Regions from separate parts of the Zea mays genome. Here regions 2 and 3 are each linked to region 1. The links are chromatin contacts, called in public Hi-C maps. All regions are on one chromosome and are shown on one strand. Each heading gives the region's core, a stretch centred on a gene start, on an enhancer-like site or on the middle of the called end of the contact. The rest is flanking DNA. Distances are from core to core; before and after follow the strand shown. Region 1 holds the start of LOC103641661. Region 2 holds the start of LOC100272548 (PsbP domain-containing protein 2 chloroplastic). Region 3 holds the start of LOC100281764 (amino acid permease).

Region 1 (4,793 bases), core at 591-3,090:
CTATAATGTGAAGTTACCTTGCTTGGAAGGACAAAAGGGTTTTCACTGTTGTGACTCGGTGAGAGGCCGGAAGGTTGGATGTCCCTTTCCGTGGCCTCCTTTTGCCTTTTGTTTATCATCAGTGCGAATTAACGCGCCCTTGTCCTATGTGAGCCGCCCAAACAAAAAACACGCATCCTCCCAAGTAAACAGCACAAGCACCTTTCATCCCCACGACGAATCCACGCCAAATTTATTTATTTTTTGTCCTGAGAAAGCCGCACCTTTCTATCTTTGTTTATTCAGAATCCGCAGATACGAATACTATACGACACGACAGTATGCATGCATGACACCATGAATCACAGGACAGCGTCTCGTGACTAATAAAGTTGCACAAAAAGAAGAATTTGCCAATTTACATTTGTACTATTGATGGATTCTTAAAACATGATTGAAATTGGAATAATGCCAATTTAACAGTGGGAGAAATGGAGAATGAAGAAATAGTGACATGACTACGGCACCGCTCTATTTTTCTCTGTATCTGCTCACGATGAACAACTGAACCCTATTTATTTGCAGCGTCAAGAACGTGTCTCTACTCTAATGGAGCAGCAGTATAATTTACTAGCCACCGTACGTTTTCGCATAGGAAGCATGCATGCACGGTTCTTCCTCGAAGAGGCAGCTCGCACTTTAGGCTCAGCAGCACACCGTACCATCCATGGAGGGCTGGAGGCGCCAGTTGCCTGCGTGGGAAGAGGGGCTCGCATTGGCTGCGCAAGCACGCTCGCGTCGCGTCAGCTCGCCCTCGCCGTGGCCGCGGCGACGGTCTTCTCGATGACGAAGAGCCTCCGGAAGATCCTGATGAGCAGCACCCACGTGCCGGCGCGGCGGCGGCAGTGCCGGGCCGCGCCGGCCCTGGACGAGGGGCGCAGCGCAGGGGCGCACCCGCGGGCCGCCGCGGGCTCCGACTCCGCGTCCGACGAGTAGTCCGAGGACTCCGGCCACAGGCCGCGCGCCAGCTCCTCGTTGAAGTCCTCCCACAGCAGGTCCATCCTGTCCTCCACCGCGGCGTCTGCTCCCGCCCCCGCCGGCCCTTGTCGCGCTGCGGCCATGGCGGTGCGTTTGAGTGCGGCGGCGGCGGCGGGAGGAGAGGGAGGGGACCTGCAGGGTGGTGTGGGTGCCGTCGAGCTGGCGGCCGCGAACGGGGGGAACGGGAGCTGGCGCCACGCCGCCGCCGAAAGTGGGCCTGCGACGACGACAGCAGCGGCAGGCGGCTCGAACGTCGTCGTCGCTGCGGCTGCTGTCGAAGTGGCAGCCGGGGAGGTGAAGTCCATATCCATTCCTGACACTCTCGAATCCGTCGATCGATGGTGGCGAGGCATAGATATAGATGATGACGTCGCTGCTGCTGTTAACCCTTGGGCGAAGTCTAGCAGTGATTGTTGCCGCGCCTGTGTCCACGGACCACGGCCCCCGCCCCCGCCCAGTAGGTGGCGCGGCACCCCGTGGTCCAGTGCCGGCCGTGCGAAAACCAACACGCGCGCGGCATATGGAACCCGGAGCGGATCCACGCTCGTGTCGCCGCGGTGACTGGACCTGGCCTGGACTGCAGTGGCAGAAGAATCCGGCTGCCGAGTTTCACCGTGTGCCACTGACTGACATGTGACGTGTACCGGATGCGTAACGCTGTAACAGTGAACGTGCGTACGTACGTACTCAGCTCAGACTCTCAGATCCATCTGGGTCGATCGATCCGCCGACAGGAGGGCATACGGTGTCGTGTCTTCCACCGACCGCCATCATCCTGGGAGCCCGATCGGTGGGCGTGGGCGTGCCGTGGTGGTGGACCTGGTGATTTGAGGGGGGGGGGGGGGGGGGGGGGGGGGGGGGGGCACGGCGCAGATGGAGCCGCGAGGGAGTGGCGAGGGAACATGAGCTGTTTTCAGCCTGAATTCTTGTCTTAGCAGGGTATCACTATCGTAAGTGCTGATTGTACCCGTTCATAGGCAGCTAAAAGATCAAATTCAAGTTTGTGGCATCTCAGACAGCCCATTCAGCTTCTCAGCCACCTAAAACCCCTCACAGTTCAGCAAGAATCTCAATCAATCATCACCAGTTTTGTCAGCCTCAGCAAGAATGACATGGGCTCTGCATCGTCACAGCCACTGCATTCGTAGACAGGAGCGGACTGAACAAATATGACGGTTTGCTATCATTGATGCGCTGCGCAGCCCTCTCCCCTAATTTTCTGCTCCCATATTCCCTGCAGCAGTCAAAGATCCTGAGCCACATGGCGGTTGTTGGCTCAAAGGGCATGTGGTCCACGAAATCCTCTAGCTCAACCATGTATCCATATGCTTTCCCAACAGCTCGATCATGCATTCATGGTGTTCGATCCGTGGAACGATGCTGTTGTACTCATCAGAGTGAAGTAACTCCTTCCCAACCTGACATGCCCCTCACAGATACACGAAACCAGAGTCACCTTCACTATGGTACGCGCATGCAAAGATCATAGAATTCCACAGGACGACATCATTAGATGACCCTAACTCAAAGACCCGGGCGGAATAATCAAACAGCCTACACTTGGAATACATATCAACCAGCGCACTTCGCAGTATATCGTCAATGTCGTTCCTGTTTCTGATCATGTATGCATGAATGTGCTTCCCATGCTTAAGCAGAAATATGTTCGCACAGGCTGCAAGGGCAGAGCTGAAAAACGTTGACTGGCTAGGTTTTGCCTCGGATTGCATCTCACGTAGGGGTAGGGCATGCTGAGAGCGTCCGCACTCATGGAGTGGCGTTCGTAACCTGAGATGATCGAGTTCCAGGAGTATCTCTCTCTCTCTCTCTCTCTCTCTGATCCCATTTCAAATAGAAGAAGACGTTCTGCAGTCCTCAGGCATCCACATTTGGAATACAACCTCACAAGTGCATGGAGCTCCTCACCTTTCCCAAGGTCAAGCAGCCCTGTACAGGCATTGAGTACAGAAGCCAGTGTAACTACATCAAGCTCCTTCGTCTCCTCTGCCTCATCTGCTGGAACAAATCTAAAGCACCGGCCAGATCCATGGGCTTGACATAACCAGTCAACATAGCATTCCAGGACACCAAATTGTGTTGTTCCATGCCATCAAACACCAGTTTTGCATCAGCGATCCTCCCACAAACAGCCAACTCTACCCTGACACAACCGAAGTGGACATCACCACATCCTTCTTTGGGGCCAGGTTGAAGAGCCTTTGTGCTGCATCAATGTCGCCGCACTTGGCATACATGTCTACAACAGAGCTCCGCACATGTATGTGGTGGTGGTCATACCCTCGCCGGAGCACAAAACTAAACTATGTATGCACTTCCCTTCTTTAAGTGCGCAGCTATCCCGGCAAGCAAGCATTGCATGTGCGACAGTATATACCAGCGGCCGCCTAACGCCAGCCCGTAACATCATGAAAAACATATGAACTGCCATGTCGCCCATACCAGCAAGACGATACCTCCGGATGATTATGTTCCATGAAAACGTCATTGGGTTGCAGGATGTCATCAAACGCCCGCCTTGCGTCCGTAAGCGAGAGGCACTTCCCGTACACGATATGACCATGTAGCTGCTGTGCTGCCTGTGCACCACGCAGGTCAAGGCACTCAGCAGCACAGCAGGCAAGCACTGATGCCAGCGTGAAATCCTTGGGGCGAATGCCAAGAGAGTTCATGTCAGCGAAGAGGGAGAACGCCTCTGCAGGGTGCCCGGCGCGGGACGAGGCGGAGATGATGGCGTTCCAGGAACCGCCGTCCCGGCGTGGCATTGCGTCGAACATCTCCCGCGCGTCGGCGAGACTGCCGCAGGCAGCGAGGGACTCGATGGCGCGGTTGAAGAGGAATGTTGGAGTGAACGAGACCGAGGTGGAAGGGGGGGGGGGGGGGGACGATGACGAGGAGGAGGCGAGGTGGGAGGCGACCCGGCGGGCGGCGGCGAGGGAGCGTCGGGACTTTGCCAAGCGGAGGAGCGAGGCGTAAAGAGGGCGGGAGCAAGGACTTTGTTAGGGAATTTTGTTCTAGTCGTACTCCTTAAGCTCCAAAGACAAAAACAACTACTAATAATAGTACAGATGATACCTCGATGGGAAATGAAGACAATGAATTTCAAAAATATTTGCATGAATTGAAGGATTATGATCAAGTAGAGTCAAATGAATTGGATAAATATATGTCAGAACCCCTTTTAAAGCATAATGATCAATTTGATATTTTATTATGGTGGACGGGAAGGGTTGCAAAATATCCTATTCTCACCCAAATTGCAAGGGATGTGCTAGCAATACAAGTGTCAACTGTTGCTTCTGAATCTGCGTTCAGTGCTGGTGGTCGTGTTGTTGATCCTTATCGCAACCGTCTTGGTCCGGAGATTGTTGAAGCTTTGATATGCACAAAAGATTGGGTAGCGGCATCTAGAAAAGGTGAATGCATATATTATGATGAAGTTCAAATTTATAGTTACCTAGCAATTATTTTACTTATATTGATGCATATTTGTCTCATTCAAGGTGCTACAAAATTTCCAACAATGATTGATGATCTTGAGGTGCTAGACTTTGTTATTGCTGCTGCAATGAATCATGAGAATGAGATGGATAAGATATTTAAAGATTATTAGTTACTTACTGCCTTGTTTTTTTACTTGGGTTGGTACTGTTGTTTCATACTACTTGCATACCGATTCATGCTGTATATGTATTTATTTATCTAAAACTGACTTATTTTTGTGCATTAACAGGATGAAGACGTACTAGAATTTTCTA
Region 2 (4,793 bases), core at 1,110-3,609, 200 kb after region 1:
ATGCTATCCACATCCCAACAAGGCGCTATAGAGTCTTGGTTGCCTGAGTCAAAAGTGTCTACTTTAGCAAATATTCTCCCTCATATGTCATCTGAAGGATAAAGCCAAGGAAACGGTCCAAAAGAACCCTATTTCAGAATGTCCAAAAGAGCCCTTTGAAAGATATAAAATGTTTCTTCCAGTAGAGAAATCTCACGTGTCCTTTTTGGAGAATAATGAGGTGCTTAAACATTCAAGGCTGAGAATATGCTTTATCCATATGAGAAAGCAATCTGTGTCCTGCAAGTGCGCATTGTTCTTTGATTTTATCAGCAGAGTTTGACTGTTTGAGGATGGCAAATGTGATAATTCCTATACAGCAATACCATTAGATTTAGATGACAAGATTGCAACATATGACATGATCGTGTAATAATCTCTTTCTTACATTTTAATGATAATCACAAGAATTCAAGTGTTAATATACATACATTTTGCAGCCGATATCGTGAGAACCAAGGATTTTGGCTTCTAAATATGCCGTGATGATACCTTGATCAGGAAATGCAGAAAAAAAAGAAAAAAAAACAGGAAGACATGATGATGTGCCTCATCTCTAGAGCAGTCTGCTATAACATTGCCTAATCACTCTAGCATGTCCATATAAAGTTTGTATGATAATAATTTTATGAATTACAAAATATCGTTATAGCAAAACAAACAACTTACTCCTAATTCCATGAAAACAGGAACGGATCCTGCAGTTTCTATGATTAGGAAAATTATCGCTTGCTCCTTATTTTCATCTAACCGTATATCACAGCTGCTTCAAAAATTGTGCCCAAGTCAGCAGTCAGCACAGACCAGCATTTAAATGAAGTGATCCTGGAATTCAGATAAACTTTAGGGAGTTCAATAGGCGTTACAGATTTTTCAAGGAATAACACTGCCACCACCCCACGCTTTGTCCAGGATATTACAGATGCAGTAATGCCAGGCTAGGAATCAAAGGTCACAACATTTTACTGCCTGGTGACACAAATACTACCAATCTGTAGAAGATGAAGCTCATTATCTGAACTGAAATTACTTATAACCTGAAATCACTGATAAAGGTGCAAGTGCAACAGTATTGGACACATGGACACTGCAGCTATTTTGGTCAGCACTCATTTTACAAACAAACAATTACTTGCGACTGTATTTTCAAGTGAAAGAAATTCCGAAAATAAGAAAAGGTGCCATACCTCGGCTATAAAAAAATATCACCTATACAGAATCAAAAGAATGGAGAACTTTTTCCAGAACGGTTCTTGTCTCCCTGTCCAAGGGCTTCTCCTGGGTGTCTGAATAGGCTATGTTGAGCAGATAGAGCTTCCTTGAAGCGACAAACGCACCCGAGAAGATCCGCTTCATCCCTCCCCTTGTGCTGTCCAGCGTGTACTCGATCTCATACACTGTCAAGCCACCATGACCTGACCTCTCTCCCACTGAAATCACCTCGGCAGACTTGGTACTTTCCTGTTTTACAAGCGAAACGATTCAGTCAGCTGCCAGGAAGCTACCAGTGCCGAAGATCTAACCAGCTGTACATAGATAACAGGCATCAACGAGAACCTCCTGAATCCTGATCAACACATTAGTGGTCCATACAAATAGTGTACTTCAAATGTCAAGCTCACAAGTCGCCCTGACCGGAGGCACTGCAAAGTTGCAATGCCAAGAGAATACTGTTCGTGCATTTCTACCTTTTTCTTCTCTGCTTGCAGAAGCCTGTCCGCAACGAACTGCGGCGTCCCGAACTCCGCCAGCGAATTGAGCCGGACAGGGTTCACGACAACCCCAATATTGTTGCTCCCTTTTCCCTCCTGCTGAAACAGCGCCGTCGCGCCCGCCTTCTCCACCTTCACCAACCACAACACGGCTTCAGAACAGCAATTCCACATGCGCAATCAACAACCCCAAAGCACACAACTCTCCTGCGGCCACGTTACGTGGTCAACGCAGCATCGACGTCGTTCAGGTCCAAACTAATCCCTTACCTTGGGCCAGGAGGCCGGCTTGAGGAGGGTGAAGCCCTGCTCCTGGTCGGTGTAACGCTCCAATGCTAACCCCTCAGAAGCTCCGCTCTCTCCTTCCGCCGTCTCCGTCTCCAACTCCGACGCGGAGGCGACGGGGAGTTGCGGCGACGGCGCGGGGACGGGGACGACAGCGACAAGCAGCGAGCCAGCGGCGGACATCCTCCGGGTCAGAAGTAGCGGAGGAGAGGAGACCTCGCATTTGAGCGCGAGGGACCGGGCCCGATACAAGCTGCGGCGGTGGCGGCGCGCGAGCGAAAGCGGCGGAACGCGGCGGGGACAGACGGCGAGGAGTGGCATCGGTTGTTTCTGTCGCCGGCTATGCCGCTAGCGCTGTGGCGTCTGCCTGACCCGCCGCGGCGCCGCTCGTTATCGCACCTTGGCACTGGCTGGCAGGCCCACTAGTAATTGCTCGTCAATGGGCTGAGGATGTGGAACCGATTGGGCCGGAAACCTATAATACTCTACTAGTTGCGCAGGCTGGCACAGACATGGCTATGGGTGAAAACCCGCTGCCTATTATTTGCCCAACTCAAACCCAATATACATGGAGAAAAAAATAAGCTCACTAAAAAATATCCATAATTTTGCTAAACTCATGCGGGTTTCGGATACCCACTAACATCAATATAAAATAATTTATCACATTAATAAACCAGAATAAAATAAACCGAGATATAAGGAACAAATGATAATTAATTTTAGCTTAAACTTTTTTAACTTTTTTAAGTGAAGTTTAAAACCTATTCAATTAATAATATTATAATTAATAATATTATAAGATATATTGAATAATATTATAAAACATATTTATAAGAAATGTTGATTTTAAAGCGAGTTTTAAAAACATGAGTTTACGAACATGTAGTAGAAGAACAAACCTACCGACATATCCATTGGGTTTCCATTTAAACCATTAATACCATAGATAGAGAAGTTGACCAAACTTATATTCTACTAGACACCCATACCCTAATTGAGAAAAACCCACCTAATTTCAGGTACCCATTGCTAATAGAGAAAACCATTGCTAATAGAGAAAAACCGACGGGTTTTGGATAACCATTGCCATCTTACACCATACACCAGTAGTCAAATTCTATTGGCATTTTATGAGGACCAGCCGTGCCGGGTCAGCAGCCATACCATCACCACAACCAGTCCACCACGAGACAAGCACGCCCTGCTGACCTCACATTATCAGATAAGACTAGCCTAAACTTACACATATGAGTATTACTTGGTACATCCAAAGTACACACTAACCCTACTACTACCCAACACAAGTGAAACAGAAACCAGCCGAACACAAACTGAAGCCTAAACTACGGGGAAGTCGCCAACGTGAGTCGTGACACATCTACATCAGAAACTAGTAAACTCCTACAAGAGACCACGAAGCCACCCATATCATCAACCTAGCAGGCGGTGCCCGCGTGCAGGCGGCGCGCGAGGTGCACGAGGTGCCAGGTGAGGGACATGAGACAGAGCACGTTGCACAGGGACGAGTAGCCGTTGAGCTGCTTCAGCCGCCTGCTCAGCCTCACCGCCCGGCTCTTCGACATCTCCGCGTCGGCTGTTGCCGTCGCCGGCTTCGATTGCTTGCCAATCCCCGTCCCCGCGCCGTCCCCGGGAGCTGTGCGTGCTGCGGCCGCCGCCGTCGGGACGGTGGTGGTGCCAGCGGTCGGCGTGGCCACGGTGACCACGGGCGGGTCGACGATGTCCGCCATGTCACGTCCCCGGCCTTCTTCCTTCTCCACTTTCATCCTCTCAAACATCACCTGCAAGTGCACATTAGAGATACCCTGTGAGAATTGCGACAGAACATACGCACGCGACAGAAGCAGGCGAGCTCAACTTACTCTGGTGGCTTTCGGCTCGAGCAGCAGCATGTTGGCGAGGACCAGGCCGAGCGCGGCGAGCAGGTTGAGGCTCTGCGCGCGCGACGCCAGGGACCCGCGCTCGCGCCCCAGCAGGTGCGCGGCGAGCGCCAGCCCGACGCCGTACGCCAGGGCGCGGAAGTACACCGGGAACAGCTTGCTCTGCACCACGCCGAGCTGCTGCCGCGGCAGCGCCGCGGCCAGGACGTGGCTGGACACGAACGTCACCCACACGCAGGCGCCGTAGGCGGTGGCGAAGCCGAGGAGGTGCATCACGGCCGTCGCGGTGCGCGCGGCCTCCCGGGGCGCGCCCAGGAGGTACGCGGCCGCGTCGGACGCCACGCCGCGCGCCCGCCGCGCGATGTCGGTCAGGTTCTTGCCCACCTCGGCCGCTCTCGCCTTCGCTTCCTCCTCGGCCTCCGCGGCCCTGTCCGCCGCGCGCTCGGCGGTGTCCTCCGCGCACTCCTCGGCTCTCTGGGCGATGTCGGAGACGCTGTCCCTGGCGCTCTGGACGGTGTCCTTGGCGCTCTTGGCTGCCGCAGACACCCTCTCCTTTGCAGCCTTCGCCGCTTCGGCTGCTCCGTGCTGGATGCCTGACGCCCTCTCCTTCGCTTTGCTGGCAGTTTCGCAGACCTTGTCCTTGGCGCTCTTCACTGTCTCCTTCCCCTGATGCGCAGCGTCGGACGCCTTGTCCTTCGCGCTCCTTACGGCATCCTTCCCTCGCTGCTCGGCGTCCGACGCCTTGTCCTTGGCGCTTTTCATCGTCTCCTTACCCTTCTGCACGGCGTCGAACGCCGTGTTCTCGGCGCTGTCCTTGGCATCCGAGACCGCCTCCATGGCGCCCCTCGCCGCGTCC
Region 3 (4,793 bases), core at 1,207-3,706, 140 kb after region 1:
GTCAGGTGCGCCGCCGCGTCGTACCCGTACAGCGAGTACTGGCTGACCAGGAAGGACAGGACGACGGCGTAGGCGCTGCTGCCGATCCCCGTCACGTCGGGCGCCGTCTGGAAGTGGGTGAACACGTACGACGCCGGCTGCGTCGTCTTGGCCACCAGCGGGAGCATCACCACAATGACGGTGCCACCGATCACCTGCAAGCAAGCACCGAACAGCCGCTGAAGCCGAAAGCTAGGCAACGAACAGGAGCACGGCGCGCCACCGCCACGGGAGGAATGGTTCTCCAGAATCCAGATGCGGCAGCGGTTACCTACCTGCCACCACATGGAGATCACGTCGAGGAACGCGATGACTTCGAGCGCGAAAGTGTTGAGCACGGCCCAGATCAGTGTCAGCCCGATGTACATGACCAGGAACAGCCAGCGAGGGGCCAGGTAGCCACCGCCCATGTTGGTGCCGGTGCAGAGCAGGATGATGCTCTGCAGTACCTGGGATCCTGCGTATGCCTGGAATTGCGACACAGAGGCAGGCAAGATGAGCTGGGCATGGGTAGGTTATATGATTGGCTTAACTTCATGTGAGTACTGTACTGAAGTGCACAGGTAAGTTTACATTGCTAGGATGATCAAGTTGAAATTTTTGAAAGACCTGATCAAGCAGGATATGGTGAGTTGTATGGACAGCGTGTATGGTTTATTATCTATGTATGAGCAGTGAAATCGGCAGCTATTAGTTTCCATTGTTTCAGCTTAGAGATTAGATGGAAATTGCACACAAGAGCAGTCGAGCAGATGAAGAAGATTGCTGCAGGAAATCCAGCTAGAGAGAGAGAGAGAGAGAGAGTAATGAAACGGACAGCTAGCAATTTCCATTTTGCCCGTGTGAAGAACAGATGGAATTCAGAACGGAGGAAGGCCAATGCACTGACTGCGGCAGTGCGGCCTATTATAGACGGTTTAGTTACAGCGTGTGGCGAGATTAGTAGTGATAAACAAACAGAGGGTACCTGTGTGCCAATCCCGGCAATGAGGCCGATGGCCTCCAGCCAAGCGCAGCACCAAGACGCCAACGGACCCCAGACTGGACCTGCCAAATGTGCAGCCCAGAAATACAGAGAACCAGTGGTCTGCTCTCAAAAAGAAAGAAGAAAAAACTGTGTCAGTACGCACATATGTGGCCAGAAACCAACAAGCCTTTCTCAGAAGAAGGATGAAGGAAGACAAGTACGTATATCAGAACAATGTCGTTGAAAAGTCATGGCAGTAAAACTTGATATCGCAACTTAATCTAGGATGGAGTGTGACATTTATCGGTGTTCTTTTGGGATCAGTAAGCAGACATGTTTCAATGGAAGAAAAAAAACAATGGTTCAGTATGCATGCAGAGCAATGGACAGGGTCACAGAAGATAGGTTAGGTACGGAATTATAAACAGGTACCCTTGCTTAACATGGCAACAGTAAATAAAAAAACACGCACGCAAGTGATGGCCATTGAAATGGGAAGCTGGCAGGTCGCACGACCGGCGCAACCAACCAGAACCAGGAGCCAAAGTAAAGGGTAAAAAAAAAACGCGGAGAGACTATAGAGTAGTGCGGGGGCGTACCGGGAAGGAGGAGCAGATCTCGGCCATGGCGACGCCGACGAAGCAGGTGAAGAAGGAGACGACGACCCAGCCCCAGACGAGCGGCGCCGGCCCCGCGTACTGCAGGCTGCTCCCGTACAGCGGCGTGATCCCCGTGAAGAGCGTCATCGTGGAGAAGGAGATGGCCAGCGTCTTGAACAGCGTCTGCAGTGCAGCCAGGCACACACGGGTTTGCGTATGTTACGTTACGTGCATCAAGATCTCGAGAACCGAGAAGAGAGAGAGAGAGAGAGAGAGAGAGAGAGAGAGAGAGAGAGAGAGAGAGAGAGAGAGAGAGAGAGAGAGGTAAGAACAGGCTTGTACTACGCGGCGGTTCTCCGTCCGTCGTAGTGAGCAGGTAGGTCTATTGAAACCTGGTCGCCGCACCGCGCACCTGGCTCCGAGACTCCGAGTCCGAGATGTCCAGAAACGAACACATGCTAGGAACTAGTACGAAGAACACGAGAAGAGAGAAGGAGGGAGGAGGCAGGAAATGGCGTATAGATAGGAACCGGAAGGAAGTAGTACCATCTCCCTGCGGAGCTCCTGCTTGTAGCCGAGCTCGTTGAGGCGCTTCTCGCCGGAGTCCATCGCCTGCGCGCCCTCCCTCTCCCCGCCGCCGGCCATGGCGAGCGGTCCAAGCTCTGCCGGCAGCCCAGGCCCAGTTGCCCTCGCCTCGTCTCGCCTCGCCGTGCGAATGGGATTTATGGGAACGGGAGGAGGGGCTCCTCTCCTCCTGCGCTATAGGGTGGGTTGCGGCGCTGTTTGTTTGCTGGCGTTCGTTATGCACAGCACAGGTGCGGGCACGGCAGCGAGCGGTGTGGAATTTATATGTGTTTTTTCTCTGCGTGTGCTGCGCGTATCCGCTGGGTTGACTAACGGGATTCTCTCTCTCTCCTCCGACTCCGAGACAGGCAGCTTTGCTGGGACTCTCAAGCAAAGCAAGAAATGATATGCGCACCTGTCCAAGCCACCACACCATGAATCTTGATCTGTTTGTTTTCCACGGAGAGGTTAGCCCCACGTTGCTTGCTGCACTGCATCTGCATGGCGTCCACACTTGCCATCGCGTTCAAACGGGACGGGACGGGCGGACGTTGACTGACTTGGTGAGACCAATCTTTTCCCCCTCTCGTGCATGCAGCAAGTACGCGCGCGTCGCCGTCAGGTCCTTCCTGCACCTACACAAACGTCCAAGAACAGCCTTTGAAAGGTCCACGAACGCATCTTTCTTTCTTTCTTTCTTTCTTTCTTTCTCTCTCTCTATAATTATTTTATAACTAGGTATGTGCCCGTGCGTTGCTACGTCGTACAAGTTATTCGATAAATTTTAGTACACAACGATTACATAGATGCCGCGTTGTTGTGGCCTTTATATATCACATAGGTAGATGGATAGTTATTCAAACACTTATCTTTAGCTTTGCTTAGTGAGTCCCAAATTATTAATGGTTGGTATTAGTCATTTTTCATTTTGTAATCAGCAAAAAACAATACATATGCAAAATAAAATATATAAAATAGACAAAATTAAGAGACAACATACAAAACAACCGCCTTAAGATCATTGTAGCTCTTAACCAAAATAGTAGCACAACATGTGGTTCCATGATTTCATTAGATGAATCAGGTGCACATTCAAGAAATAAAATCAAGGGTTGTTCAGGAACAATGGCTAACAGTAAATTTTGAATTACGCACAAACAAGGAACACATTTTCAATGGTGTTTCCGTTCGGGAGCTGGACATTACATCAAGAAAGGTGAGAAGAGGACAGGAAAGGCTCGCCTTGGTAATCAGCCATGTGGCGTGCGCCTGGTAACTGACGTGATGAATTGATGAAACTGGACGCCTCAGCCTTGCTCTATCCTGGTCTGGAGTCTGGACTCTATAGAATGGACTCGGCGGATCTCCTCCGCTCTCCCTCATGGATATGACCCCTCAAGCTTCCATGCCATGGAGGCGGCCGCGTGACTGCCGTTGACCAGCAACCTCCCTCCCGGAGCTCTCTGCAGTGGCGTAGGCCCTAACTCCCAGAGTTGTTTGTGATCACACAACAAATCATGAACATAGTTTCATAATAAATGTTCGAAAGGCTACATAGCATCTGTAAACTTAAAAAATACAAGAAGTGTGTGTCTAACTCGTGTATGAAAGGGGAACCAAGGTCTCAACAATATCATAGAGGATTTAATTTGTTGATCATTTGGTAGCATGGTGGATATGGAATCATAGAAATGGATGTATCTTTGTGGGTGCAGAGGACAATTTCAAAATTGAAATCAAATAAATCATGCAAGATATCAGTGATGAGTTTGACTTGTGTGCCAAGAGCCAAAGGTCTTAGTAGAAAATGACCGTGAAGTAAGAAGATATAGCAGAGGGAATACATGTGTTTTACTTATCATATTAGACTACAGACCTCGATTAGGACCTCCAAGCATGGGAGGGAACATGCAACAATAGAAGGTAACAATGCCATGACACCATCATCGTTTTCAGTATTTGGCTGCAAAAAAAAGATTTATAAGAAGAATTAGACTATTTACAACATTAAAGGAAGCATAAATAATTTTATGCTAGCCTCAGGAATCATGATAATTATTGTGCTTCCATATCCCTCACCATCTCATGTTGATGCATCTTCTCCTCCCCATTTAGATCATCACATTTCACATCTGAGACCACCTACATAATAATAAAATCAGCATAAAAAAGTTATCCACAAACAATCGGATAGTAGAAGCAAGTCAATCTGGAAAATGAACATATTTGTGTTTACTATATGTCTCAGTCGTATGATAAAGACAAACTAAGCAGAAATGGGATGCACACACGTTAAAAGCCCCTCTACGGCTCTACCTGAACATACTTCACCGCAAGGTGCTCCCTGAGTTGCCGCACACGCTCCGCGTAGGCAAGCTGCACGTCGCGGACCCCTCGCCATCCAAGTCCCAGAGGCGCACGTCGTGGCGTGGCATCTCAATGACCATGTCGTGGAAGCTGAAGTCGCGAACGGCGCGCTCCCCAGGCTCGTCCGGAGGCATCCAACAGAGATCAAGAAATTCAAGAATATAGTCCTATGTGTCGCTATCAATTTAGTTTTGGATTTCTTCTATGATAGCATCTATTGTATTTAGAAATCAAAAGAAGCATGATTTTTTGTCAAC

Evidence for each region. Hi-C and Micro-C count contacts between places; a contact is called where the count stands out from the background.
Region 2: a Hi-C map of ear shows a contact between it and region 1, with 2.6 times the contacts expected there. The contact joins the promoter of LOC100272548 here to the promoter of LOC103641661 in region 1. A contact is called at or near these places in 2 of 25 Hi-C or Micro-C datasets (ear and tassel).
Region 3: a contact with region 1 is called in a Hi-C map of bundle sheath, with 5 times the contacts expected there. The contact joins the promoter of LOC100281764 here to the promoter of LOC103641661 in region 1. A contact is called at or near these places in 5 of 25 Hi-C or Micro-C datasets (bundle sheath, ear, leaf and 1 more).

Annotation. Positions count from the first base shown.
Region 1 is chr10:120,372,918-120,377,710 of Zm-B73-REFERENCE-NAM-5.0, reverse strand. It overlaps LOC103641661, which reads right to left and starts at 1,840. Exons shown (of 1, transcript XM_008664988.2): 1 at 346-1,840. The coding sequence starts at 1,370. The coding sequence ends at 783. It also overlaps the pseudogene LOC103642758.
Region 2 is chr10:120,174,456-120,179,248 of Zm-B73-REFERENCE-NAM-5.0, reverse strand. LOC100272548 (PsbP domain-containing protein 2 chloroplastic) reads right to left here and starts at 2,359. Exons shown (of 3, transcript NM_001147016.1): 1 at 2,022-2,359; 2 at 1,728-1,883; 3 at 852-1,500. The coding sequence starts at 2,357. The coding sequence ends at 1,249. LOC103641657 (seed biotin-containing protein SBP65) reads right to left here. Exons shown (of 2, transcript XM_008664986.4): 1 at 3,920-4,793; 2 at 3,089-3,838. The coding sequence ends at 3,476.
Region 3 is chr10:120,236,461-120,241,253 of Zm-B73-REFERENCE-NAM-5.0, reverse strand. It overlaps LOC100281764 (amino acid permease), which reads right to left and starts at 2,456. Exons shown (of 6, transcript NM_001154684.2): 1 at 2,152-2,456; 2 at 1,606-1,788; 3 at 1,007-1,126; 4 at 315-506; 5 at 1-194. The coding sequence starts at 2,250.